Linked DNA regions of Mus musculus: regions 1, 2, 4 and 5 are each linked to region 3. The links are chromatin contacts, called in public HiCAR-type and promoter capture Hi-C maps. All regions are on one chromosome and are shown on one strand. The core of a region is the stretch at or near the end of the contact, and the rest is flanking DNA. Distances in the headings are between cores, read along the strand shown. Region 1 holds the start of 1700125H03Rik (RIKEN cDNA 1700125H03 gene). Region 2 has its middle 120 kb from the start of Psd3. Region 3 holds the start of Lpl (lipoprotein lipase). Region 4 overlaps Gm15991 (a long non-coding RNA gene). Region 5 holds the start of Psd3 (pleckstrin and Sec7 domain containing 3).

Region 1 (5,837 bases), core at 2,044-4,543, 510 kb before region 3:
ACAGAGGGCTTCCATTCCACTACCTAGGCCTGCCTGCTTCCTCCTCCTCCTCTTCCTCCTCTTCCTCCTCCTCTTCCTCCTCTTCCTCCTCCTCGTCTCATCCTCTTCAACCCTCTACATCAGTGGTTCTCAACCTTCCTAATTTTTCAACCCTTTAATACAGTTCTTCATGTTGTATTGACTCCCAATCATAAGATTATTTTTATTGCTACTTCACAACTGCAATTTTACTACTGTTGTGAATCATCATGTAAATATCTGTGCTTTCTGATGGCTTTAGGTGACCCTGTGAAAATGTTTCTCAACTCCAAAAGGTTGACAACCTACAAGTTGAGAATTGCTGTTCTACACAGTCTTGTTTCTTGACTCCCCCAAACTCCCCAAACTCCCCAAACTCCCCAACTCCCCAGGCTCACAGGCATCCAAGATATCCCTACAGGCTCTGCTTGGTCACCTGTCCCTTGCTCACCATTGCTCAGAGCGGTCACCCTGACTCTCTGGGCCAATGCCAATACAATTGCTAGTACCCATTTTCTCTCTATACTGCGACCCTGGCTTAACATCTCTGTAATATGAGCAGTTCTCTGAAATGTGAAATGAGCTCATGGATATATTTGTTTCTCAGTTTGTTGCCTTCACCTACCACCCTTAGAGAATAGCAGTAAGGAACTTAGTCCCCTGTGTCTCCAGCACCTAGAACACTACTGGCCACACAGCTGTGCAATTAATAAATACTTCTTCAGTGAAAGGAGAAGGAGCACTTCTAAGGTAACCATGACTCCTGGCTTCAAGTGGAAATAAAAATGGCTTCTAGTGAGAGACACTTGATAGCAAGTATCTCATCAAAAGCATAGCTGGTCCACTGGTGACAATTGTTAAGACTGGACAGATCTAGACCAATAGACAAAAGTGTCCTCACCTTCTTGAGACCTAAGGCATAAAGTCTGACTTAAAACACATTGACTCAGGCGTAAAGAATTCTACCTATCTGCCCAACAGTCAAAATATATACTCCAATGTTCCTACTACTGGAATGACTTACAAGTTTCCCATCTTTTTCTCTTGCTCTGAATTTCATTGGTCAATCTACAGGAGCCACTGTCACTTTAAGGATGTCCTTTGTAGCTAGCCTCCTGTCCACTCTTTCTCCAGCAGCTTCCTACCCCACAGAAGTTCACAAAAGACTGTGGGCCCAATTATACCATAAAAGGGATGTATTTCAGGTTGGGTCTTCCCCATCAAGTTTCCAGAATCACAGCTTTGTGGGCAAGTCATGTGACAGGGGTAATTATTTCTTATTATGATCAAAGCACAAAACACTAATGAGCAACTCCCTCTAGAGCTGTGGGAACACGGTTGCCCTACACCTGCACAGGTAGCCTGGAGCACAGGCAGTCGCCTGTCTGATTTAATAGTGTTAGGTTGGACAGAAGCCTATGAAACGATCTGGATCTTGAAATCAAGTAGGTTAAAAAAAGACTTCAGGCAGAGTATTCTATCTAAATCGAAGAGCATGTTCCAAGAACCAAAGCTAGATCTGACCAGCCTCCTACATCCTAGAAATTGCTGGGAGCTGGGCATGCTTACAGGCACATGTCCCAGAAGCTTACACAGGGTGCTGGGCTTGGTGTAGCTGTCTTTAAATTCTGAACATTTTGGAACAAGGGTTCGCATTTTGGGTTTGTTCTGAGATGTTTTACTGATATTTCACGTCCTGCACATGAATATGAAAGTCCTTGAATTGTAGCAATTTCTAGGTAGCACCATGCATTGTGCACTCTTTATTATCTGGAAACTGAAGGGCCAGTGAGCGCACTGCAGAGGGTTCCGGAAGCAAAGGCTGTGTGTCCTCTTCTTGAGACCTCTTTAAACTCAGGCAGAACGATTTCCTTGAGTTCATTCAATCTGTCATAGCAGAGCTAGGGGCTGGGATTCTGTTGAGTAGTTTTGTGTAATTTTTTAAGAAATAATGTATTTCTGGAGCCATAGAGTCTCCAGAATTAATTTAATAGTAGACTCAAATCTCATCTCCTCCCAGATCTTCACAGAGCCTTATTTCATTGGTTTCTGGATAAAGGATGGTTTTGTTTTCTAAGGGTTTCAGGCTGGACATGGATTCTCCAGGTTTCTCCTGTCTGGGGTCTAGACTCATGGTCCTCCTCGAAGCACACTGAAGCCAAAGAATACATTTCCTTCAGCGCATCATTCTCAGTCAAGCTTAGCCTCACGGTGTAGCACCTAGATCTCTCCCTCTCCCATGCAGCAGCTGCAAGAGTCTGAGACACGGTGGATTTATACCCTCTGAGCTCAGACTCGCGGATGTGTGAATTGAGATGCTGATGTCACTTGCCCATGTTGAGAATTATGGAAGATTACATGGTCACAGTGAGAGATTCTCAGATGGCATCTGGTAACATTACTGTTGCTATTTAGTAAGTGTAGGCTTTCTGAGTAAACAAAACCAGTCTGCAAGGGTACACTGCATATACCATGCTCAGTGGGCTATGCTAAAAACTGAAGCATAGGTCAGTGCTTAATATAGTCAATAATTTACCCCCACCCCCTAAAAAAAATCTCAACTAACTAAGGAGCTGAGAACTGGCTTCTTGATAAAGTGACTGCTCCACAAATACAAAGTCTTAAGTTTGGACCCCTGGAACTCATATATAAAGCTAGGTATAGTGACATGTGTGCCTAAACCTACTGCTCACTGTCTGCCCAGGCTAGTTAGATCAGTGAGCTAAATATTCAGCAAGAGAGGGTGGAGAAAGAGGAGGAGGAGGAGAAGAAAGAGGAGAAGGAAGAGAAAAAGAAAAAAGAAGGAGGGAGAGGAGGACACAGAGAGGAAAGGAGGGAGGAAGGAAAGAAAGGAGGAGGAAGGGAGAGACAGAGGGAGAAAGAGAAACAGAGACACAGAGAGAGACAGAGACAGTCAGTCAGACAGACAGACAGACAGAGAGAAGCATAAGGTGGGAGGAAGAAGCAGGGCCTAATAAAGAATAGGAACCGCATAAGAGAGGATGACAAGAGGAAAAATATGACTTAAAACATTAATACATGTATGAACTGCAAACCAATGAAATTAGGGGGGGACAATAATCAATGAAGACACTTGATACCCACCTCTGGGTTCACACACAAACTATTTTGGGAGGTAAAGAGGTGCAGGTGTATTCACAGGGGGGATGAGGAGGACAAAGGAGCAGCACAGCCCATAATCACTGAACAGAGTCACAAAGACAGAGGCTTAAGTGGGAGGGGCTACTGCACAGCAGGCAGAGAGTCTAAACCCCGGAAGGTAGTGACCTGGGGGAACAAGGACAGCATTCAGAGACCACGAGCAGGTGTGCTACACAACAGCAGGCTAACGTGAGTATTCTGGAGTTGGTGCCATCTGCCAGGTGGTGGGGTTGATAGAAGACAATTAGTCCCAACAAGAAATCAGAGTCTGCAGCCCTGTGCTTGAGCCAGCCCATGCTGGCTCCCCAGATTTGTACACATCTCTTCACAGCTGTATGCCCTGTGGTAACACATTGGTTAGCCGGGAAAAAAAAAGGCTACAGTGGGATTATTTACACCGTGGAAATTGGCAAATACCATCACCAGGGCATTTCCCCCCCTTCTTTCCAAGAGTGGGTTGCCAAACATTTGCTAGCATGCCACTGGCTTTATGCCATAAATGCTTTTTTAAAAGAGAAGTGGAGTTAGCTTGTTTATTCAAAACCAGCCTCTGGCAAGGAAAGGGTAAGGACAGACCGGAGTGTGGGGAGGGTCGGAATCTAAAGATAGAAGAAGTAGGAGGCTTCTGTGGGGACCTAAGCCAGAGCTGACAGGCAGAGCCGGCAAGGTGGAATGTTTAAAGAGAACACTCATTTAAATGACAGTCATCCCTTACTGAGCACGATGTTTCTGCATTAAAGCACCAGCAAGTTTCATCTCATGGCTTAAAATTCAAAACATTAAATATTAGTATGAAATCCCACAGTGTCACTTATTACTAACGACTCGTATGCAGAAGTTTAAAAAGAAAGTCATCTGTACACACACAAAAATCCTTGCTTTCATCTGCAGGCAAAACAGAAAATGACAGGGCTGATAACGGTGAAAACTCTTAACTGCAACATTGAGCAGGAGGTTTTGTTTGCGGGCTGTTGGGAAAGGTTCTCTCTTGTTTGCATAGGTAAGTAACTTTTATTACAGCCCCATTCTGAACATTCATTGCCTGTCTCATCCGAGGTACTGATGTGTTCCAGGGGAGGCTATCAAGGATTTGCGAATATCCACAGTCTCTTTCTAGACTGAGTCAAAATGCAACCTCAGGAGGAAATCTCTCCTAATTTATCCACCTCCAGCCATTACTTTTTATTTTATGGTGTCTTGCTACCTACACATTCTGTCTCTGGTATACTAATTTCTGTAGTTTGATGTTTGCCCCTAGAATTCTCCTTAGGCCATTTCTTTTATGCATCAGATCTCTAGGGGGTGCTCAGCAGCTCTAGTCCCCTGCTCAAGAGGAAGGATATAATGGTGGGCGCTGAGCTCTGTCACTCAAAGACCTTTCCATCTTAGTTTTGGGGACGTGTGTGTGTGTGTGTGTGTGTGTGTGTGTGTGTGTGTGTATGCTGGTGTCTATCTGTGCTTGTACAGTTGCCTGTGGGTGTTCATCCATGCTTGTGTAGAGGTCAGAAGTTAACTTTGGGTATCTTCTTTTATCACTCTTGACCTGATTTTTTTTTCACACATTCTCCAAAGAACCTAGAGCCGGCAATTTGAGATAGCCTGTCTAGCTAGTGACTGCCTCACATCTGTTGGGATCTTCCTGTCCCTATCAGATCCCCAGTGTCAGAGCTTCAGGCATGTGGCACTCACCTGTCTGAGGTGGGGTGGGGACCTGAATACAGGTCCTCATCTTTCACAGCAAGCACTTCATCCCCTGAGCCATCTCCCTATCCTCTGCCTATGCACCATGGACCAGTCGTTCTGCCTCCATAAAGGATGGTTGAGAGATTTCTCATCAATCAGGTCTGAGTATGTGAAACAATAACAGTTCTTCTGACTCCTGCATTAGGGTATGAACCAGACCTTTATAGGCAGCAAGTGATACAGTTTCTCTTGGGACTGTAGAGGTGGCTCACTCGTGAAGAGGTTTTGCTGCTCCTCCAGAGGACCTGAGTTTTGTTCCAAGGACCTGCATCAGATATAACTCCAGCTTCAAGAGATCTTTTACCCTTCTGAACTTACACACATAAGTACAAATAAAATTTTAGAAAATGACTTGTTTAATGAAGGACATAATCACACATTTCTCTGGGGAATGGGAAGTCTTCAAATTGCATTTCACCGAACTAGATAATTTTAAACACTGACCTCCAAATCAGCAGCTTTATGAACTGGGGGAGAACTCAATGATGCCTTCAGAAATAAATGTCAAAATGTAGGTTGACTCAGGGCTGCTAGCTGTGGCCGTGGGGATCTGAGTTATTTCTGCCTGGACTGCCTGTTCGGTGGGTCTGACAATTCTGCTTCTACACTGTCTGTCTTTCTGCCTTCTATCCCACCTGCTCTCAGCAGGATGGACTAGAAAGGACAAAACCTTTAGATTATGAAATGAAAAAAAAATTCCTTGCAAGCAAATAAGGCCTTTCTGAGTCTGAACTAGGAGAATTAATCATTGCCAATGTCAAATGTAAAACAGAGCCTTAATTAAAACCAAAGGGACTTTTATTCTTATTGGCTGAAAGAAAACAAATACTTTATTCCATTTTTCTTAGAGTCCCAAGAGAAGCTTATGACTCCTGGGATGGGAATCCAGAAGCCTTTGTCCTCGGGAGACTTAT
Region 2 (5,200 bases), core at 582-3,081, 790 kb before region 3:
TGTCACTGGCCTGGGGTTAAAAAGATTAATCTATGTTTTTCAGTCACAAGTTATGAGAAAAGTTCACAAGGTGTAGAAAGGGCAAGTGTAGAAAGGGCACTGACAATGCCAAGTTACAAAACTTAGACCAGGACTTTGAAATCCCAGAGGCAATGGAATCCAGACCTCATTCTGTGACCTGTGGCCACAGAGATTTAATCTTCACAGTGCTTCCTTTTCCTGTATTCAAATTACACTCAGATTAACTAGAAAACTGGTCTACCAAACAAAGGCCCACACAGGACTCAGGGTAATTCAGCATTTAGCTGTGCTGATCTGTAGGAAAACACAGCCTCCAAGTTATCTGCTTGTAACCATGTTACTACACGCCATATTAAGAATACATTGTTCTGTAATGTCATCCTCATTATCTTGAAAACCTGTACATTTTGGTTTGAGGTCTTTGATGGCTGTGCCCTTTGTTGCTATTTGTTGAGTAGTTAGCCTCATTTAAAAGGAATCATTTTCAACAATGTCTTAGGATAACTCCCTTCCCTTATATCGTTTATTCAACCATAGGTAGTTGAAAAACAACGACTCAATATAAACACATAAAACTCAGGAACTCCAAAGGCAACCTGTCACAGTCTCTAGAGAATCCGTTGTGTCCCATCTTTCCAAATGATCCCCACTCTTCTATGTCTTTTACATCTTCTATATCCACTGAGTCAGCCTGAATCTGGACACCCAAATATCTGGAGTCAATCTAGAATGTTTCTAGAAACTGTGTCCCTTAGTGGGAGAGAAGTCACAAATTTGGCCTGTCACATAATTACAAGGTAAAGAATAGAAAATTCCATATGGGGATTTAAAATTTTCTTTCTTGATTTGTTCCTTCACCCAGTTTTGATTCTGTAGTGTGTTGTTCAGCTTTGATAAGTTTTTGTACCCTCTGTCATCTCTATTGTTATTGATACCATCTTTATTTCTTGGTGGTTAGATTGAATGCATGATATGATTTCAATTTTTCTATATTGAGCCTTGTTTTGTGTTCTCATATGTAATCTATTTAGGAGAAAGTCCCCTGGTCTACTGACACATAGGCATGTTCTTTAGTGTTTGGATAGATTATTCTATGGATATCTATTAAATCTATTCAATTTACGATGTCATTTAAAAAAAAATTCCATATGGGCAGTGTAATGAGAATGGAGAAACGTAGGGGTAAACCAAGTTATGTCTAAATTTGTTTTCCAGACTCAGCAGGCAGTGAGCACCTCATTCAGGTTCCAGAGTATATTTTGTGTTTGTACCACTTTCTCATTATCAGACTATCTCCTTCACTTGCTGATTCTGGCCGTGTCTGGTTTCTATATTCTGATGCTAAATAGACGCTGATAATCCCTGTGGTCAAAATATGCCTGAATAATCCTTATTATCCTCTTCCTTAATTACTTGGCTTCAAAATAATTGAACAAAGATAAAAATAAAAGCTAAAACAAACAAACAAACAAACAAAATCAAGGGATTAACTGGACAAAGCTCTGCACAACAAGATTAAGTAGAAGCTAAATGTGCCTTGGCCATGACCTTGGCTTGTACATAGGAAAATAGGATATCCCAGATGGCTGGGACATTTCATCCTGGTATGGAGGGCCCGCCTGCCTCGGAACCCTTTTCTCTAGAGTGTTCTGAAGACCTCCCACTGCTGCCTGATCTTACTCCCTTATAAAACTGTCTCTTGGATCGTCTCTGGACTCTGCAGCTCCAACGCTCACCTCTGTTCCTACTGGCATGGGAAGTGTGACAGACTTGTTTCACTTCCTTTAAACACCCTTCGACCTACTGCTTCATTTCTCTACTATGAACCACGGCCAGCTTTTTCACAGTCTCCACACTGTCCCATCTGAACAGCACTAGATACAACTCATCTTTCAAAAACAAACACACAGGCAAGCAAACAAACACTGCAGTGACTCTGGTAACATTCTGTTTCTCATACAGGACTCAGGATTATTGGGTCTCAGGTAGTGCACGTATCCAGAAATGTACTCAAACTAGACTACAGAAGAATTTCTAGTGGTTAGATTAAAAACAGCATTCCAGCCGGGCGTGGTGGTACACGACTTTAATCCCAGCACTTGGGAGACAGAGGCAGGCGGATTTCTGAGTTCGAGGCCAGCCTGGTCTACAGAGTGAGTTCCAGGCTACACAGAAAAACCCTGTCTCGAAAAAACAAAAAAACAAAAACAAAAAACAGCATTCCTCAGAAGTGTGTAAAATAGGTTTTTACCTCACCCTGAAAGGAGCTTTTTCTCTTGCCTCTGGTAGAAAGGACATATATGGGTTTCCATGGACATGTGTGCCTACTAGCATATCCCTCAGTCTCCACTCACAAGTGCCTATCATACATTTCAAACGCCCCATGGAATTGCCCTGGCCCTTCTGCTGCTTCTGCACCAAAACTCCCAGGCTGCTCAACCTCACAGGCCTCTCTCTCCATAGCTACTCATCCTCCTTATAATCTACATATTTTTCCCATCATTTTTCTCTCAAATAGGCATATGCATGTCCAGTCTGTTTCTCTTTCTCTTTTGAGATACTGTCTCTTTGGAAATGTCAGATAACTCTAGATATTTTCTCTCTCTCTTATTCACAATAAAACCCTTCCTCCTAATGGAGTGACTATTTTAATGGTTTCTTTTCTCCAACCTCTCACATATAAGCACTGATATTCAGTCAGCTGGTCTCTACCAGTTGTTATAATATAGTCATGCATTGCTCAGCCATGGGGATACATTCTGAGAAATGCGTTACTAGGTGATTCCTCCATTGTGAGACTATTATAGATGTGTCACTTGACATGGCCTCTTGATACAATCACAAGTTATATGAGGTTGTTGCTAGTATTATATGATAAAATATTTTATAATAAAGTTTTCTGTATAAGTGCAAGGAATACTATTTAAAGTAATAACAGTACACTGGCAAGGTGATAGCAATAATCTATCATTATCAAGTATTAGGTACCATGTTAATGGTATGTGATAAACATTTAATCAGTACAGTAAGTGCATTTAGTTTACAGCAGCCTGATTATGAACACATAGCAATGTACTGGACTAAATAACTGCTGTGGCGAAGTTATCACCCAGTACATGGCTAGACTGTAGTACCTCATGCTACATCAACAGCTACTATTTCAAGCCACCATTATCCTAGCCTTCTTACTGTCCTGGTTTCTCCTCCAACTCTGCTAAATATTTGTCAACCACCAAGTGGAAGGAATAATATCTGATTTACTCATTTATAGGAGAGGTGCACTGGCATGTGCCCTGATTGGCCAATGTCTGTGCCCAATCCTTGTAAGCTTAGATTTCTCTGTTGCCTGTATTCTAGATGTCTTATGGGCCATGTGTTTTATCCTGAACTTGTCCACTAGTCCTTCTATACTCTCTTCTTGAGAAATGTTTTAGGAATTTAAATATTTTCAATATGCTAGTAATTTCCAAGTTTTAATCTCTATGCTAATTTTATTCCAGAGCTCAAGACTCCATAGCCCCAGTCTTATTGATTGGCACAACATTTTTGAAGCCTCAAATGATGCTGGACATCATGGGTAATAATAGTATATGTATTATTTGCTTTGCACATATACAACTACAGTAAACTTTGAATAGTAAGCTGACAATAAGAACAACAATCAACACAGCAGAACAATGGCAAAAATACACCATAATAAAAGTTGTTTAAAATGTATTAATTGCTTACTTTCTAGAATTTTCCATTTGAGACTTTGGCCTGTGGTTGATTATTGTTAACTTGAACTACAAAAAGTAAAACTGAGGATAAGGAGTGGGGGAGGTGTCTATTTTAAAAATTAATATCCCTTAACGTCTTGGATATTTTATAGATACCTCAAACCTTACACATCCTCATTGATCTCTTAAATAAACCTTTGTTCCATTGCAACATCAGCTTGTCTCTGTGTAGCCTTTCCCACAGCCCAGTGCTTTCGTCTTCACTAAATTCACATTCCAGGGTCCATGTTCTCTCAGTTCTGTCTCCAGAATACGTTTTACTCTACTCTCTTGTCTACCCTTTTCTGAACTGACAGTTCCCCCTTACTGCTTCCTGTTTTCATCCGTGCTTATACCTACTCTTATCTATGCAGAGATTAGGGGAACCTAAAAATATCATCTTATGATAGCATCCAACTGTCCAAAACTGTTTAATGATTCCCCATGGCACTTGGAATAAATTACACACATAAATAGGACCCTGTGAGCTACTTCCTGTTTTTGTTCTGGGATTCTCATCATGATGGCCTTTTAACTCCTAAATTCAGCAAGGCCTTTCCAACTTCAGAAACTGTGCCTCAAAGATAGTCTTCTTTTCTATAATTTTAATGACATTCTTCTGGACTTAGCACAAATATTACCACTTTGGAGAGGTCTTTTCTGGAATACAATACAACTTAAATCACCCACTCAATTTTCTCCTGTTAGATTTTCTTTACATTTGTGTACACCTGTGGACGGGGTAGGGCTACACATCTGGCACAGCACTCACGTGGAGTCAAAGGACCATCTGTGGGAATTGATTCTCTTCTTCTGTCCTGTGGTTTAGAAGATTAAACTCAGGTCATCAAGCTTGGTGGTAAAATGAGCTTTTTTGGAGGCCCCTCTCCTATAGCTATTTGCTCTCCAACTTTATAATACTTTCCTCAATTTGTAAGTTTGCTTGTTTTATGTTTTGTCTTCTTCCACAGAACATAAGCTACAGGTGGAAAGAACTGTATCTCTTTTAGTAGCCCTTATATACCAAAGACATTTTCCTACAAGAAAGAGCAGAAACTCTACTAGGATTACCAGCTGGTGGGATTAACTCTTCATCCCATTGAAAAATGTGTCTCATGGTTGTTTCTGTTTTCTACAGAAAAGAGCTTCAAGGGCAGGGGAGATTGCTCACTGGCTAGGCACACTTTCCCCACAGATCCTAGCACCTGGGTTCTATCCCTGAAAACTATGGAAAGGTTGAGGGGGAGAAGAAAGCTTCAGAGCTGTTCTCTAACTTCTCCACATGTGTCATGGTGTGCACATCAGCCTCTGCATATCATGCACAAGCATGTGCACACAGACAGGTGCACAATGGTGATAATTTTTTTTAATTGAAGGAAGGAATTTCATGAAACCATCATATAATACACAGAAGAAATCAG
Region 3 (5,259 bases), core at 449-2,948:
GATCAGTTAACTGGAGAGGCATTTTTAAAATGCATTGTGTTAGATGCCCCTTTGCCCCTTTATTAATCTCATAAAATCTTGAAGTTCTCTGAAAGTTCCAGGTAGCAGTGCAGGTCGGTTTGGAGTCTGATCAAATGACTTTTAAGCTTGAAATTCGGCTGTGTGGCTATTCTAGATAAAACACAAAGCATTTCTACACTTCTGTTTTTATGTCTTTTATGCCACTGCCATGTTTTAAAATTAGAGCTTCCTATATACTTCTTTCAGAGGTTGGCCATATTCTAGTTATGTGCCCTGGAGTATCTCTGCCATTTCCAAAGTTGTTCAGTGGGGTTTCGCTCTTGCCAACTTTCAAGATCCACCACATGCGTTGGAGCCAGTAATGAACGTGGATGATGCATTGCTTAGCGATTGCAGTGCAAGATGAGATGGCGAGACATCTGGCTGGAATTCATCTACACAACAGCATGTTTGGCTTTTATCTGATAGTTGTGAGAAATTTAAAAAGCGGGCTTATATTAAAGTATATAGTTTTTGATCCCCTTAACCTCCAAGGGTGTGTGTGTGTGTGTGTAGAGAGAGAGGGAACCATCCTAAAAATATTGAGATCAGTAAAGAGAACTAATTTTTTGAGGTGGTTTCTCAGCATTAAGGTGGGGAATTTAATGTTTATTGGTTTTTTTTTCTAGCTAATCAGCACCCTTTTCATTTAAAAAGATACTTGCAGATGAGCACAGTATATGATGTGCTTTTATTTTTCTTGCTTTTCTACAAACATGTGCTAGTCCACTTTGCAAAAGCTCAGTATTCACCCTTGCAAAGTACAATTTAATATCAACGCATCAACATAGCTGAACAATGATAAGCATAATGGAATTTGGAATATTTCTATCATGCTCCTCACCCTGCCCCCACACTCCTAGCACCCCATATCCCCTCGCCCTGGAACATCACTAATCTATGGACTGTCTTTGTAGGTTTGGAATGGTCATTTGGCATGGCCTCTCCCACTGAAAATCCAGGATAGCTTAAAATGTTTGACCATGACTTTCTGCCTCTGAAAATAGATGTTATTCTTGAGTTTCTTGCTGAATTAAAGGATCGAGTACAATTTACATAAGGCAAAAATTAGAAACTAGTTAAAGCAAGTGGGTCTTTTCTTCTACTACAGAAGGAGACCCATATTGCCAAGATACAAAGCAGACCGTGCAGGCACCATGCGCTGAGCAATATGTGTCCTAAGGTCCCTTTGGCGCGTGGGGACCTGTGGGTGGGTGGGGGAGGGTGTGCGTTTGAAAGGATCTCTCAAGTTTAACAAAGATTTATCAAAAGGTTGTATGTGTGTGAGTGTGAAAGTGTTAGGTACACGCTGTTTAAGAGCAAAACTTCTTCCCCTTAGAAAACGGATCGTAGACTACTCAACATAAATCAGTGTAAACCCCTCCTCTCTGCCTCTATAGGGGTCCCTAGGGACCAGATTCCTCCCGGTAGGCAAACTGGAGTCTAAACAACAAGCAAGCTTTCCTTCCTGCCCTTTCCCCTTCTTCTCGCTGGCACCGTTGAGCCTCGTTACCGTTTGCTCAAATATTTGGAAGTGCATTTAGAGTCCTCCCCCCAACTTATGATTTTATAGCCAATAGGTGATGAGTCTTATTTGCATATTTCCAGTCACTTAAACAGCTGTGCAGTGGAAACAGTGTCAGACTCTCGATTTCTCCTCCTACTCCTCCTCCGAGGAATTCTGCCCCTTGTAACTGTTCTGCCCTCCCCTTTAAAGGTTGACTTGCCCTACGGCGCTCCACCGCGCTCCAGTCCTCTTGCGCCTCCTGCTCAACCCGCTCCTGACTGCCCCACGCCGCGTAGTTCCAGCAGCAAAGCAGAAGGGTGCACCGGGAGATGGAGAGCAAAGCCCTGCTCCTGGTGGTCCTGGGAGTTTGGCTCCAGAGTTTGACCGCCTTCCGAGGAGGGGTGGCCGCAGCAGACGGTACGTTTTTCGCGCCAACTCCCCCTACCCCCACCTGCAGACCCGGACAGGACCACTTTTTCTCCATCTGAAGATGGGAGGGAGAAAGTTGGAAGTACGTGCATGCACTGGGACTCCCAGGCGCAGTAAATTCCCGGGAAGGGTGGCTGGAATGGAATCCAGGAGGAGAAGGGAGAGACTCTGCCTCCCATCACGCTACGGCGACTCTGGGTTCCCGCTTTTTTTTCCTTTCTCCTGAGTTCCCACTCGGTCTCCTGCTCTCTCCCGCCGACTGCCATCGCAGGGAACGGCTGGGGCGTGGGGTGTGGAGCCTAGGATGGGGAGACGCAGAGGCCGAGCAAAGCTGTAGTGACCGGTGGTGACCTCCCTATAGGGAATAGGGGTGCTGAATGCAAGGCACGCGGGCCAAAGTGACCCTAACTTTGCTGGGACTGCGGGTCAGACCCCTCTAGAAGCGGGAAGAGTGAATCGAGGGTGCAGGTGGGAGGACGCGTTGTGTGCATTCCAACTGTACAGGGCGCTGTCGCTCTCGGCGGGGGGTTGTGAGCTACAGTGAAAGTGGGAGTGCGCGGTGGCGCCCGGGAACGCGTGGCGCAGAGTCCTGGAAGCTGGCGTCCTGCAAGCGTTCCTGTGCTCGGCTTAGCTCAGTACTCAAGAAAGCCCAGAAATGAACCTACCCTCCAGAAAACGAGGTTCAGCCACCAGCCGACTGGAGCCTGTGGCTTGGAGGTTGCCAGTTCAGCTCTGTGTCCTTTCCTTGCTGTCCCAGGAGAGGCTCGCCCTAAGGGAGGCGCTCAGCTAGCTGAGAGCACATGGGATTCTCTAGAGCCTAAGGGAGATCGCTTTCAACACTAGGTGAAAAAAAAAAAAAAAGCGGCCACCTCCACGGCTCTGCCTGCTCTCTGCCTAGAGAAGACTAGGGTCAGTAGCAAGTTGCTTTATGGCCTTGAAGTCGAGACCTGCCCACAATTGAGAAGCCTTGTAACTTGAACCTTGATTGAGCTAACAGAACACAGACTCAAAATGTGACTGAACTCAGTCGTAAAAGAAGGCTGGGGTTTCCTTGTGTTGCTGCTGGTGGAATCGCCACGAGGGTGGTGTCCCCTGGAGGTGCTCTAAGGTGGCACATCCGCAGCCTAATTCCAGTCTTAGTGGAGTCTATGACTGCAGCTAAAAGCTTGCCTTTATTTCTGCGTATAGTTGTAAATGTCTTGTTATCAAAGGAAAGAGAATCCATCATGGCAGAACTGCACGAAAGAAACGAATCCTGGGTGTTTTGAGGATACTGGAGATTCTGCCTCTCCGGTGGCAGGTTTGCAACTCTGGTTAAGAAAATAGGAGCAAACTTTCGATTCACATTTCAGAAAGTATACCATAGTAGAACACGACTTTTACCGTAAACTCCCATAGAAAAGGTCGCCTACATTTTTAGGTTTTGCTAAAGGTTCCTTTAGAAGCTCTGGACCCAGCTTCTCAGTTACTTAGTGTCACCCTTCTGGGGTTAGCTGCATGAGCTCTAACATTAGGAAAGTTGGCAAGACTCACAGTGCCCTGGGGCTCCTCCCTTATACTTGATTTAAAGGGACACCTAAGTAACTACATAATAATTTTGGATTTTAGCCATCACCTGATTTTCCTATCAATAAAATGTATTTGGTGAATATTATTCCTAATCAGATGTGAAATGACTTCCTCTTATCATCTTTCTGTCCTCTCAGGGTAGCCCTTTACAGTGAGCTTCTTTAACCACAGCAGGCCTAGCCCTTTGTCCCACAAATGAGTTTGCCTAGGGGTAAAAATGTGGGTGAGAAAGGCACAGCTTGGAGCGATCCCAGCTCCCCTCTGGGCTCCCAGTTTCCGTGTTCACTCTTTATTTTTTTTTTTTTCCACGAATAGTGTGCGAGTTTGAGAGGCATTGCCCTGTGCTTCTTCCTGGAGCCCCTGCAGCCTCTCCTGGTCCCAGGCAGGAAAGCAGAGAGCTAAAAGAGAGCATAGAGGGTCCTGCTCTGCCAAGTCCCGTTCCTTCAGCCACAGTGCTCACTTGAGGTTAATATCTGAGTTAAATAACTGGGAGATGACAAGGGAGTGACTGATTAATAGCGGCATTGAAAGGTGTGGGGAGACAAGTGGGGGAAGAGTCGCAGTGGAAAGACGTTCAGTGCCTTTGACAGACTGTATTTTTAGCACAGCCTCCCTTTCCTGCTGCGCTGTAGAGGAGACTTTATACTCCTTGACTGACTGACTGTTTCTGTTCTGTCAGATTGTCCAGTCAAGTCGATGAAAACATTTCAGGGGGTCTTGTCCCCTTTTCCTCTGACCATAGCCTGTTTCCACATTATCATCACCAAGGCTGCACTGTGTTGTGTGTGTGGCTCATCTGAGGAAACCGTATTGTGATGGTGACTGAGTTCTTCTGAGTCTTCAGACACTTGGTGCCCCTCCTCTGATGGCATTCATCTGTCTTTAGTGTCACTTCCGTGCTGCTACTTTTCTGACAGCACTACAGTCCCCTCTATCTAACCCCACCCTCTCTATGGTGATCTGACTAAGCCTGATTTCATCCCTGTGACTATTACCCATATCAGGATAAATTTTTCTTTGTTATACACTATATTCAAGCTGTCTTTTTGGAAACATAGGAATAAAGATTACACAGCAAAAGGAACATATTATCTTCTAATTTGCCTACCTAAACACATCACCCCAGTGTGTAATGAGGGTGTGTCTGGGTGGTCGCAGTTGTTAGGGTGGTATTACTGTAGTGGGTCAAATTCAGGATGGAAGCATTTGAAGGATAGACCTTTGCCTCTCTCCTTCATTCTTTCTCATCTTCCTCACTTCCTCAGTCCTCTCCTGCTCTTCCTTCTTTCCCCTCTCTTGTCTTCTCCCCTTCTTTTTCCAATGTGGACTTAATATTCCTAAGAAAATAGCAAAAGGCAGCACAGTTGGATGAATGCAGAGTCACAGATACATTTCCGAGTTTCCTTAGCAACAGTCACCTCAGATTAGTCAAGCTCACCTGACCCTCCAGTAGTCAACCCGGAGTGCACCTGGGTGATGATGAAATCTACTTATGGAAGCATGCCTGGGGTTCATCTTCTTCCCTGTCTCTACGTGCTCTTATCAGTCGGTGCTGCAGGGACCACAGAGGTTGGGAAATCTTTAGGATACTGACACATTCTTAAAGGCAAACACTAACTAGCAATATGAAAAATTCCCCCTGCATAGACTAAGCAGCAGAAAGATCTGTGAGTCCATAGCTAATGTAAAATTGA
Region 4 (5,501 bases), core at 1,536-4,035, 880 kb before region 3:
GTCACATATCTGACAAGGGACCTGTGTACAGAACACATAAGGAGCTCTTATAACTCAACGGTGAAAGACTGATAAACCATGCTTAAAAACAATGAAAAATGGATATGCATGAACATTTCTCCAACGACAGCAAACAGAAAGGTAGCAGGCGCATTAAAGGATGCAAAACATCACTAATGGCATAGAAGTCCAAAGGAAATGGGTAAACTAAGACTTCAGTTCCAGGGGCAAAGTAATGAAGCACTCACACTCGCTTACGCACACACAGAGAAACACACACAGACACACACATATATAGAGACACATAGACACACACATATCCAAGAATGAGACAGCGATCCAAGCACTACACCTAAGCAGAATTAAGTCTAAGTCTACAGACAACAGTTGTGTAATGACCTAGAAAAAATTTAACACAATTCAATTATCGGAAGGTTAGGATAAGAAGCACACCTTCCAGAGGAAAATAGATTCCTCCTACAAATAACATAGTAAGGATATATTTAGATAAATAAATAAATTAATTAATTAACGAAAAAGGAAACGTGACGATCAATCAGTCTAAGAAAATGCAGTGCTCGTGTGCAGCCTACCTTCGTGGCCAGCAGAGGTCGCACACATAGGCTCTACATCTCTTCTGCCTCAGGTGCAGCAGCTACAGACACTTCGGTCTGGCAACTCTTAAGTGCAACAGCCACATTCATCTATTTAGAGTCAGCCTGAATTAAAAGTTCAAAAGCCTTTGCTATTATTAAAATATAGAATATAAACACCAAAAGTCTGGAAAGAGTAAAGACAGATTCCAGAGGCTCCTGTCGGAGCGCTGGAGAAGAAGCCAAGATATCCTCATATCCTCATTTCCATGACAATGTCATGAGCCAACCACTCAGTTACCTTGAGAAGAAAGTTTTACATAATAATACCTAAGATGCAAGCAAGAGAACACACATACATACACACACACACACACACACACACACACACACACACTCATCATATAAATTTGCTTTAGATAGACTATAATAAGCCAACTTTTTCATTTTACATAGGGAATTTGTAAGCAGTAACTATGAGGCAACTGCCAGCAATGTTTATAATAGCAAACCTACATGCAAGAAGAAAAACCAAATGAAGAAGGGATGAACCTTGGCTGAAGGTGTAGAGAAAGTACTCGCAGCATGTGCAAGATCATGGCTAAAGAGCTGTGTTAGCAGTGGAGCCCTGGAAGATGGTGAGGAGAAGAGCTGACCCTCCCAATTTCTTTTGCCCTGTATAATTTACTCAAGACAATATTTCTTACACATACATACACATTGTTTTAGACCTAAAAGCCTAAAATTCACATTATACTTAAGATAACATATATACTATTTTAAAATAGAAAATAAGTATCTATATCTAGCAGACTAAAAGTGAATCAGCCCATTTTCCTAATCAAATTTGGCAATAAGAATATAAACCAGAGCTGGGCGGTGGTGGCACACGCCTTTAATCCCAGCACTCGGGAGGCAGAGGCAGGCGGATTTCTGAGTTCGAGGCCAGCCTGGTCTACAAAGTGAGTTCCAGGACAGCCAGAGCTATACAGAGAAACCCTGTCTCAAAAAACAAAACAAAAACAAAAACAAACAAACAAACAAAAACTATATATATATATAACCAGAACAATCTTTCTGCTAGGCAGTTCGATAAATGGAGACTTTCATTTAGTTAAGGTATAAAACTATCCTATTACATATGGTAGAACATGCCTGGAATCCCAAAACTCAGGAAGATGAGGCAGGAGAACAGTAAGTTAGAGGCAATCCTAGGGTGTATAATAAAATTTGCTCCCTGACCCTTATAAAAAAAAATCTGGTCAATAAATAAATACAGAAATAGACAACAAAAAACTACCACAGAGATCTGTACCAATGCACTCTTCAGTTAATTGAACACTGAGCAAATGAACACAACACTCCTATCTGGAACAAGAAAATAGACATGATATGAGAGGTGACTGCTTGGGATTCAGGATGTGCTCTCTCTCTGTGTCTCTGTCTCTCTGTCTCTCTGTGTCTCTCTCTGTGTCTCTGCCTCTGTGTCTCTGTCTCTCTCTGTCTCTCTCTGTGTCTCTCTATCTCTGTGTCTCTGTCTCTGTCTCTGTGTTTCTGTCTGTGTGTGTCTCTCTCTGTCTCTTCTCTTCTCTCTCTCTCTCTCTCTCTCTCTCTCTCTCTCTCTCTCTCTCTCACTTCCCTGTGGTAGCACTTGGTAGGCAGGGGCAACGGTAGGTAGATCATGAAGTAAAATCAGGCTCTAGTTGAGAAACCAAACACAAACCTGCCTCAGTTCCATTGCTCTTGCTGTGAGGAAAAAAAAAACACACACACACACACACTGACAAAAACCAGCCTGCCTTTCAGTTAATTCCAGATTATAGTGCATGACTGCAGGAGAGCCAAGGCAGGCACTGGAAGCAGCTGGTTATGTCCACATGCAAGAGAACACAGAAACTGTGCAAGCATGTTTCCTGCTCAGCTTCCTTTTTCTGTTCATGCGGATCAAAGTCCAACCCTACCTAGGGCAGCCCACATTCAGGATGAGCCGTCTTTCCACCTCAGTTGATTCATAGAAGAATCCCTCACAGGCACGCCCAGACCTAGACCATCCCTCACGGAGCTTCTCTCAGCAAATGTGTGGACTGAACAACCACACTAACTAGAATACTAGTACCCCACCCACTGTTTCAGTACTGAACAACCAAGCTAACTAGAATACCAGTACCCCACCCACTGTTTCAGTTCCAGTTCACCATCTGTAACTGAGCTCACAGACGCTCGCAGATTGTTTCCTGGCCATGTGCACATCTTCCCCATAGGTTCCTGCTGCATCACGTGGTTGACCCCAGTTTATGTTTACAGAAAACCATTCTGGAGTTTCAGAATATTCAGTTGCTCTCACTCTTTAGGTCTTGATATCTGCATTATAAATGCTGACTATCCTTCCCCATAGAGGTTCCTTGCTTTATGTAAATGATACTAATTGTGAGCTTGTCATTTTAGGGATTTATTTGTTAATGTAGAGCTTTATCTGTCATTCACTGCAAAAAAAAAAAGAAATTTTTTGCATTAAATTCTACAGCACTTTGTGACATTTCCTTATGTCATTTCCTAGACATTGCACAAACTAACAGTAGTGCCCTATCCCTACTTGGGCTTCAATTCCACAAGAAATCAATTTTGCCCTACCCTCAGAACTCTGGGAAAACTGGTATGTCAAGCCACTAGCTTCTAGGTAATGCACAACTTTTCTACTCAAAATTTCCATGCCCAGTGTCGAGTTTCGCAAAAACTCCATGCTCGATTCTTGTGCTGCTGCTGTGGGGCACCTGAATTATTCTCATCGGAGCAAGATCACCCTTTCCTGGACCTGATGATGGAGTCCAGCTTTCCTCTGACTCTGAATCCTCTGTCCAACACGGGGAACTTCCTCTCATTCTCTTCTGTCTACTCAAGGTCTGTTGTTTCTCATGTTCTGTCTCAGCCCCCAATGTACCATGCTGAAGGAATAATCCGAATACAGTCCATTCTTTAGAGGACATCACATTAACAGGAACCACTATATACTTCTTTAAGTTTAGATACTCCATACCATGAACTCAACTCTATAGCCCTAGGAGAATTACCAATTTGGGTACAATTACCATAAATGTTAAATGTTGACATCAAGAGAAATAAGGTGATGGACCAAGAACATTAAAAATATCATTTAATCCTTTAACAAGACTTAGTAGAAAACAGATCTTCAATTTATCAATATAATTTTTCTAAAATATTTCTAAAATTCTATTACTTCTATATGTATTTATATTTATAGCACTACACTTTAAACTATATGATTCAAAAGAATTATAAAACATTAGACTTGAGCTAGTACAGTCTTAAGATTGTAAAATTACACATTTCTCTTGCCCTTTCCACTTTATCCTTTGGCTCTACAGTTTAAAGTTTCATTCACGTTCTCACATGACTTAACAATAATGATCTGAAAAAGAAGAAAGAAAAAACTCAAAGCATGCCTCTGGCCCAGTGACTTATGTATGATTCTCCCTTTTCAAGTGCTTTGTTTTGTAGTTTTCAAGGACAAATCTCAAAGGACTAAGGAAGAGACTGCAGCATATACTATATACTGAATCAAAGACAATTACTGTTAAGGCAGAAATGACAAGTTTTGGAAAGTACCACACAGTCATCTACCATTACCTATCATTCATTTCAGTCTTCTGTTGTTACTTTTAAAAAGCATGAACTCTAAGTGTGCTTGGTTTCCCAAACAGCAAAACAAAAGGGCAGGTCACAAACTTCCTGAAAAAGTGGGTATAAACCTGAATTTCTCTTTAGTAAATATCGAGGAATAGAATGACCAGGTGGTACAAAGGGTGTCTCACTTAACTGCTTTTTAAATATTTCACACAGCTGTGGGTAAGAAGCCCAGCAGATGCACATTCTTGCCAATAGCTCTATTCGCTATTGACAGAGAGTATTATACACTGTTTACATAATGTGATGGTTTATATATGCTCAGCCCAGGGAGTGGCACTATTAGAAGGTGTGGCCCTGTTGGAGTAGGTGTGTCACTGTGGGTGTGGGCTATAAGACCCCTCATCCTAGCTGCCTGGAAGTCAGCCTTCCACTAGCAGCCTTCAGATGGAAATATAGAACTCTCAGCTCCTCCTGCGTCATGCCTGCCTGGACACTGCCATGCTCCCGCCTTGATGATAATGAACTGAATCTCTGAACCTGTAAGCCAGCCCCAATTAAATGTTGTCCTTATGAGAGCTGCCTTGGTCATGGTGTCTGTTCACAGCAGTAAAACCCTAACTAAGACACATAATTAAGTAAAAATTGTGCTTCATCAGAGTAAAAAAAAAAAGCAGAAACCCACAAGATGGCATCTAAAATTCAGAGCAATGGAAGACTTCCAAACTGTGTTAAGGTGATTATAAATGTAGAAAACCATAAAAAGACTACAGGAGTTAAGTACATACACATGCACTAACTTCTTGGAAATCTTTAAATGCTGTTACACAAACCCAACTAACACGCCAATCTGAAACAGAGAATTGCTTGTTCTGTTTTCAACCAAATGCCAACCACATTAGGTCAAACCCCTTATCCAGTAAAACAAGGGCTAAGTAACAATACAGGTAGAAGGAGTGACGATTATCATTCCACTGTACAGTTGGAGGTCAGAGGCACAGACATGAGGACCCGCTATCATCCTTATTAATGCAACAAACAGAATCAGAAGCACTTGCATGATTCTGAGGTGTTTGCATATCACAAAATAATTGAGACATGCCACTGAAATCACTTTCTACGACAAGAAAGTGGAAATTGGATAATGTACACAGTGCCACAAGGTTGTGAGTTACAAACCCTGGACTCAAACTCAGAAAGTCTAACTCCAAAGCACAAGTTCTCACCTCTTCCTGTCTCCCAAAAGACACCTCCACCACCACTTTT
Region 5 (5,250 bases), core at 1,753-4,252, 910 kb before region 3:
TTGAGGAAAACTAAGGTTTTTCAGTATATAAAAACCAGTAAATTTTCCATAATTTCCCATTCAGGTTCTTGGCTACATTCCTTGTTAATAGAAAATACTCATGGGCACACTCAGTGAGCCTGCACTAAGAATTTATAATCTGTTTTCCGAGACTAACGCGAATCATCACGTTCTCAACCCTTTATAAACCACCGTAAACTTCTGCCCCTCCTTCTCACATGTGAGGTTTCAAACTGTAGTAATGTGTAAGGAAAACTACACCTTCTTGAATTACTTCAACAGTGGGAGTTTCACAGAAACCATCGAAAGGCAACCCACTCTGACTTGTGCTGAAGCAAGGATGGAAATGGAGTGCCGATTCTGACCACTCAGCCTGTAACTTTACTAATGAACAGCCGTGGCAAAGACGCCTCATTTACAAATAGAAAAATTAACCCTTGCAGAATTAAAGACCTCAACTGAGTTTTGTCTATAAGTAACTATAATTCTGAACTATGAAAAACAGTGACCAATAACCTCGCCAGAAACAGAGCAGAGCTTACATTCTCAAAGCAATGGAAAGGGGCTCATTAAAACAAAGCAGGGGATAATCTAATCCACTTACTAGACAATAGAAGATGTATTTGGTATGATAAAAATATCAGAAAGTGAGTGTAAATAATGCAGACCTGCCAAGCGAGTAATGTACTTCTTTAAACTTTGGGACGCACTCTCCACCCTGATAAAAGTCACATTTGGGAGAAGACTATGATATATACTGAATGATGCTCACTATTTTCTGGAGTCTGCTAGCTCTCTAAATGCATGCATATTCAAGGTTTTATGTGCTTCAAAGGCCGGAAAGACCTGCCAAGCATTATCCAAGCTTTTAGCATGTGCATACAAATGCAGAAGGTTCCATTAACTGGACATTCTCCCCCTGGTGATTAACAGTTACAGCTGTGCTTACCACAGTCTAAATCCCACAGGCTAATGATTCTGAACCCAATTGTTCTCATTCAGCCCCTCTCCCTACAGGAGCGACAGTAGTTTACCATGTCTGTCAATGTCGGCGGAAGCTTTAAAAACTACAGAGCAGCACACGAACAGCGTTCAGGTCAGAGGATGGGATAAGAAGCAAGCCATTAATTGTAGAGCAAAGTCTCTGCAACAGCACAGAGAGAAGAAAGCTTGCAGCAGGAGCCCATCTGAGAGCAACTACTTCTCATAATTGTAAGTCCCTGCAGATGTCTTCCTTTAGCCTTACCTCTTCTCTCTCCTCTATTTTATCCATTCTGTCCACTTTCTACACTTCCTCCTGTTTACACATCCACACCTCTAATATCCACTTTTAAGTTTCCTCTACACTGACTCTAGTTTATATTAAGGTTTTTTTAAAGAGAATAATGGTTCACACTGAACCCTTTGCAGCTCCACAATATCATTTGAGCAGCCATCTTTTGCTAAGGTTAACACACATGTGGTAATATTAGAATAAATTTTTCTTGCACATTTTTGTTAAATCATTTAACAGTGAAGAAATTTAAAGTGATGTTCAAAACACTGTATAGTTCTTTTAAAACTGTGAGTGCCAATTGCCAAGCAGCTAGAGTGATTGGCCGTGATAGCCAACGACAGCTGTGGGCAAGGCAGGGTGAGGTTAGAGAAGCAGCCTCACTGAGCTGGGGCTAAGCCTCAGCTGATCCACACTGGCACTCCCATCAGAGTCTAAAGTCAGGTTTCGTCCTGCAGACTGACACGAACAATTCCAAGCACATCAACATTGACCGGTCAACAGAACGTTGAAACTTGGTTTCTCTAGAGAGAGAAATAAATCTTAAAATACTATAAAATGTTTTTGACAGATAGGAAAGACACACTGAGAAATAAGAAGACAGTTGCTATAAACTTCCTGGAAAGGCTGTGATGACTTCAGCGTCAACTCCAATGAGAATATCCTGAAGTCACCCCCACCCCCTCCAGGCTACTTCAGTTCCTGGCTGTGCTTCGGACAAAAGCAGCTTGGGTTCTTTAAGAGAAACTCCTCCCCATCCCATCCAACACTAAACTAAGGAATAGCCTGTTTCCTTCTTTCTGCCTAAATCATGCAGCACAGAAAGGGTGCTTGTTTCTATAGGATGATAGAATGCCCTGTTCCTGGGAAACCTGCTTGGGGACGGGGAATGAAAGGAAGTAAAATTATAGGTAAGCATGATACTCTACTCTCCACTTACATTTTTTTTTAAAAATTAGAACATTCAGCATCAGACACTAAAACAAATATTAAAAGCTAAAGCCAAGTGAGGTACTGGGCAAAGGCGTTCAGAGGCCCCCGTTGCATCTTTCCGTTTTCTGGGCAATTAAAGAGTGCTTGGCAGGGATGCCCCAGAATGAATGCAGTCTGCTCTTTTCTATGGCAGGATTCAGCAGAACTTGGGCTAGCCCCCAGAAGTCTCCTACTGGGATGGCCGAAAGACAACACAAGCAGTCAATAATACAGACGGAAAATGTCACAGCAGCATTGCACAAGAGATAGATAATATATATTTGCCTGCATAGACCTACAAATAGAGGTTACTCACAGAGATTACTGTAGCTCCAGCAGTTACCCATTGATCATAGAAAATGCCCAGTTCATCAGTTTAACGCTTGAGAAAAGTTAACGAGAAAAGAAGCAAGCTAATGCAAAATGTGCTGTTCTAGTCAACTGGAAGCAAATTAGTTTCAAATTTCCTGGAGGCCCCTCTTGCCCTGCACTGCACACGGTGATGTAAATGGAAGCACTTTGAGCACTTGGAACCAGAGCTGAGCCGAGCCCAGGAACTGCCGCCTCAGCCCCTCACAAAGGCAGAGCAGCCCGCTCTCCTGCTGTGCTCAGCCTCGGTCGCTCTCTACCTTGGTAGCTTACCGAAGACAGCCACTGTGGGGCTTTTCTATAATTGTCAAAACTACTTCCAAGGAGATAACTGAGATGTCGGGAGTTAGCTTTAATGTAACCATTCCCCCAGTGCAGCAGCAGGAAGCCGGCAGAGGCTCTGAGAGGATCGTACCATCCTGGGTGACATCAGAGGTGGGGCTGTCATCCTAGTATTATGCAGCATTTTCTCTGATGCTGGAATGACACACATGAACCGAGATGGGCCGGTTCCCTTTAAAAGCATTTAATTCTCACGCTGTTCCGACGGAAGAGGCAAATGCAAAAACACTGCCCAAAAGCTGCTTCCATGTCAATCCAGAGCTGACAGTCTTTATCTCACTTGTAAGTGCTGCTGCCACACAGTCATTTTACTAATGATTACATTACTGTTCCTGTGACAAATTAATATTTCACAGTAATTGATAGTAATTGGAAACGTCCCATGAAAAGATTCAAAGATGTTGTGATCCAGTTTTAAAAGCAATGGGATAAACTTTCACATCACCTACAGTACTTTGGATGCATGCAATACTTTTCAAGCAATCTCAGTAAAAGCACTCCTTTTGTAAATAATAATATAAAATTAATACATAGTTAGTAACATAACACTGACTCTTGGACTTGATATAAATATTAAAAATAAATCTTGGGTGGAGAGTGTCCATTTGTGCTACAGCGCCTACCTAACCCTGAGTTTGATTCCCCAACACTGGAAAAAATAAAAAGTAAGTAACTCATCTTCAGTATCATTAATATTGCAATCAGCATGAGAAACACAGACACTTCAAAAAACTTTCCTATTTCATACACTCAGTAACCAGCAACCAAGAGCCAGAAAATGTGCTCACTTTAATTTATAAAAAATATTAATTTATAAATTTTATTTTAATTTATAAAAAATGAATGGCCACTTTTATAAATAATATAATTAGGTTAGAAAATGTGTAGTAATATGCTAGACACTGCACTAAGAAGTTTCATTTTGTGAATCCTTCTATCCCCCAGAAGTCTCTACAATAGCTACTATTATGAACCCATTTTATTGATGAGACTACTAAAATACAAAAGAGGTGTGAGTCTTGTCAGATCAGATGAGTAAAAGAGGCACCACTGGAAGGGACTCAAACTCAGACACTACGGCTCGAAAGCTCAGCCTCTGTACCACCAAGCTACACTTCCCACAAGTCTGCATGCCAAGAAAGAATTCTGAAAGAAATGTTCAGGGTTTGAAACTACAACAAACCAAGTAGGCCCATCTCTCAAGAAGACCAATTCATACGCAGGGGACAAAGATCAGATGGTGTATCTAGGGACAGCAGACTTGGTGACAGAAATGAAGCTGAGAAGTCCAGCTTGACAGCTGGCAGCTTGTCTTACTTGGGGAAAGGCTTAAAATCTCCCAGCTTTAGTTTATTAACCTCCAAGCTGTGGATGTTTAGCTTCTTGATTAGTAAACGCTGTGGTGAAGGCACAGGATCCGGACTTGTAATCTAGACTCCGTTACCTTCCAATTGTGTCACTTTAAGGTTATTTAACGTTTCTAGTCAGCTTCTTCATTCAAAACCACACAAATAATAATAGGGTTACACTAAGGATTAAATAAACTACAAATACAAATAAACCACTCAGATAGTAAATAATGATAAAAGCTCAAAAGTAATTATTGTAACTCTTATTATCAACAACTACCATTGCTTGGTGTAGAGACAGGGTCTCAAATACCCCAGGATGGCCATAACTGCTGATCTTCCTGCCTCAGTCTTCTGAATGCTGAGTTTATAGGCATATGCCACCAGCTTATTTTAAACTAAGCTGCCCGGTTCTTCTTTTTCCAAAACTCTAAGCAAAGCTGCTAGGATTGGGCAGAGGGATGAGTAGAAAGGAAGAGAGGACAATTTCTGTTGGCTTCATCCACATGTTAACCAATCCACAAATCACGGGTTTCCAAAAGATGCAATCTAATATTGATGGCAGCCTTCCGAGAGTCCTTACGATGGAAAGCATAGGACAGACACCCTTGGCTCTCTGCTTTCTTAAGCATGGGCTGCAGAAGAGGAGTCAGGAATGAAACAGCCTGAATGGTAAGCATTCCAAACAGCTGGGGAGACAAAATAAGAACCCTATACCCCACGAAGACTCTCACAACCCTAGTAACTTCTGTAATAAAGAGAAAAACCTCTTGAGTTCTTTCGCCTCAGTTTCAGTCACTGGTTACGTCCCAGTACCTTCCTTCTGTTAGAAATCTCCCAGGATCCATCTTTTCTGAAGCAACTACAGAACAGATGAAAATGTAGCTCTGAGAACTTTAGGTCCTTCTTGTACGACTGCTACTGCATTTGACTTTATAAAGTCAA

Evidence for each region. Promoter capture Hi-C pulls out the DNA fragments that hold promoters and counts their contacts. HiCAR-type assays count read pairs that join an accessible place to other places.
Region 1: a promoter capture Hi-C map of pre-B cells shows a contact between it and region 3, with 4 times the contacts expected there. The contact joins the promoter of 1700125H03Rik here to the promoter of Lpl in region 3. A contact is called at or near these places in 9 of 39 promoter capture datasets (the 3T3-L1 cell line, 3T3-L1-derived adipocytes, embryonic stem cells and 4 more) and 1 of 484 Hi-C or Micro-C datasets (palatal mesenchyme).
Region 2: a contact with region 3 is called in a promoter capture Hi-C map of 3T3-L1-derived adipocytes, with 4 times the contacts expected there. The contact joins the enhancer-like site here to the promoter of Lpl in region 3. A contact is called at or near these places in 7 of 39 promoter capture datasets (the 3T3-L1 cell line, 3T3-L1-derived adipocytes, embryonic stem cells and 3 more).
Region 4: a promoter capture Hi-C map of embryonic stem cells shows a contact between it and region 3, with 4 times the contacts expected there. The contact joins the enhancer-like site here to the promoter of Lpl in region 3. A contact is called at or near these places in 14 of 39 promoter capture datasets (the 3T3-L1 cell line, 3T3-L1-derived adipocytes, the HPC-7 cell line and 8 more), 2 of 15 datasets of contacts at CTCF or cohesin (the NIH/3T3 cell line and stem cell-derived epiblast-like cells), 2 of 484 Hi-C or Micro-C datasets (the G1E-ER4 cell line and cortical neurons) and 1 of 115 datasets of contacts at active chromatin or transcription factors (large pre-B cells).
Region 5: a HiCAR-type map of astrocytes shows a contact between it and region 3, with 3 times the contacts expected there. The contact joins the promoter of Psd3 here to the promoter of Lpl in region 3. A contact is called at or near these places in 14 of 39 promoter capture datasets (the 3T3-L1 cell line, 3T3-L1-derived adipocytes, the HPC-7 cell line and 9 more), 3 of 15 datasets of contacts at CTCF or cohesin (the NIH/3T3 cell line and stem cell-derived epiblast-like cells) and 2 of 115 datasets of contacts at active chromatin or transcription factors (astrocytes and forebrain).

What each region holds. Positions count from the first base shown.
Region 1 is chr8:68,365,166-68,371,002 of GRCm38.p6, forward strand. It overlaps 1700125H03Rik (RIKEN cDNA 1700125H03 gene), which reads left to right and starts at 3,294. Exons shown (of 4, transcript NR_038181.1): 1 at 3,294-3,369; 2 at 4,072-4,180. All of the region lies in intron 8 of Csgalnact1 (chondroitin sulfate N-acetylgalactosaminyltransferase 1), which reads right to left.
Region 2 is chr8:68,091,065-68,096,264 of GRCm38.p6, forward strand. It overlaps a transcript of Psd3 not described here. Among named protein-coding and RNA genes, the nearest start is that of Psd3, 120 kb to the left of the region's middle. Within about 2 kb of position 1,832, at least 26 of the 459 cell types and tissues checked have an H3K27ac peak or open chromatin away from gene starts, as enhancers often do. A contact at or near this core is called in 3T3-L1-derived adipocytes and liver, where this site is marked.
Region 3 is chr8:68,878,857-68,884,115 of GRCm38.p6, forward strand. It overlaps Lpl (lipoprotein lipase), which reads left to right and starts at 1,699. Exons shown (of 10, transcript NM_008509.2): 1 at 1,699-1,984. The coding sequence starts at 1,897.
Region 4 is chr8:67,994,471-67,999,971 of GRCm38.p6, forward strand. The region is part of intron 4 of Gm15991 (a long non-coding RNA gene); the gene reads left to right. It also overlaps a transcript of Psd3 not described here. Among named protein-coding and RNA genes, the nearest start is that of Psd3, 23 kb to the left of the region's middle. Within about 2 kb of position 2,786, at least 52 of the 459 cell types and tissues checked have an H3K27ac peak or open chromatin away from gene starts, as enhancers often do. A contact at or near this core is called in liver, where this site is marked.
Region 5 is chr8:67,971,572-67,976,821 of GRCm38.p6, forward strand. Psd3 (pleckstrin and Sec7 domain containing 3) reads right to left here and starts at 3,003. Exons shown (of 16, transcript NM_177698.4): 1 at 2,562-3,003. The coding sequence starts at 2,592. It overlaps Gm15991 (a long non-coding RNA gene), which reads left to right. Exons shown (of 7, transcript XR_003947558.1): 3 at 1,003-1,212.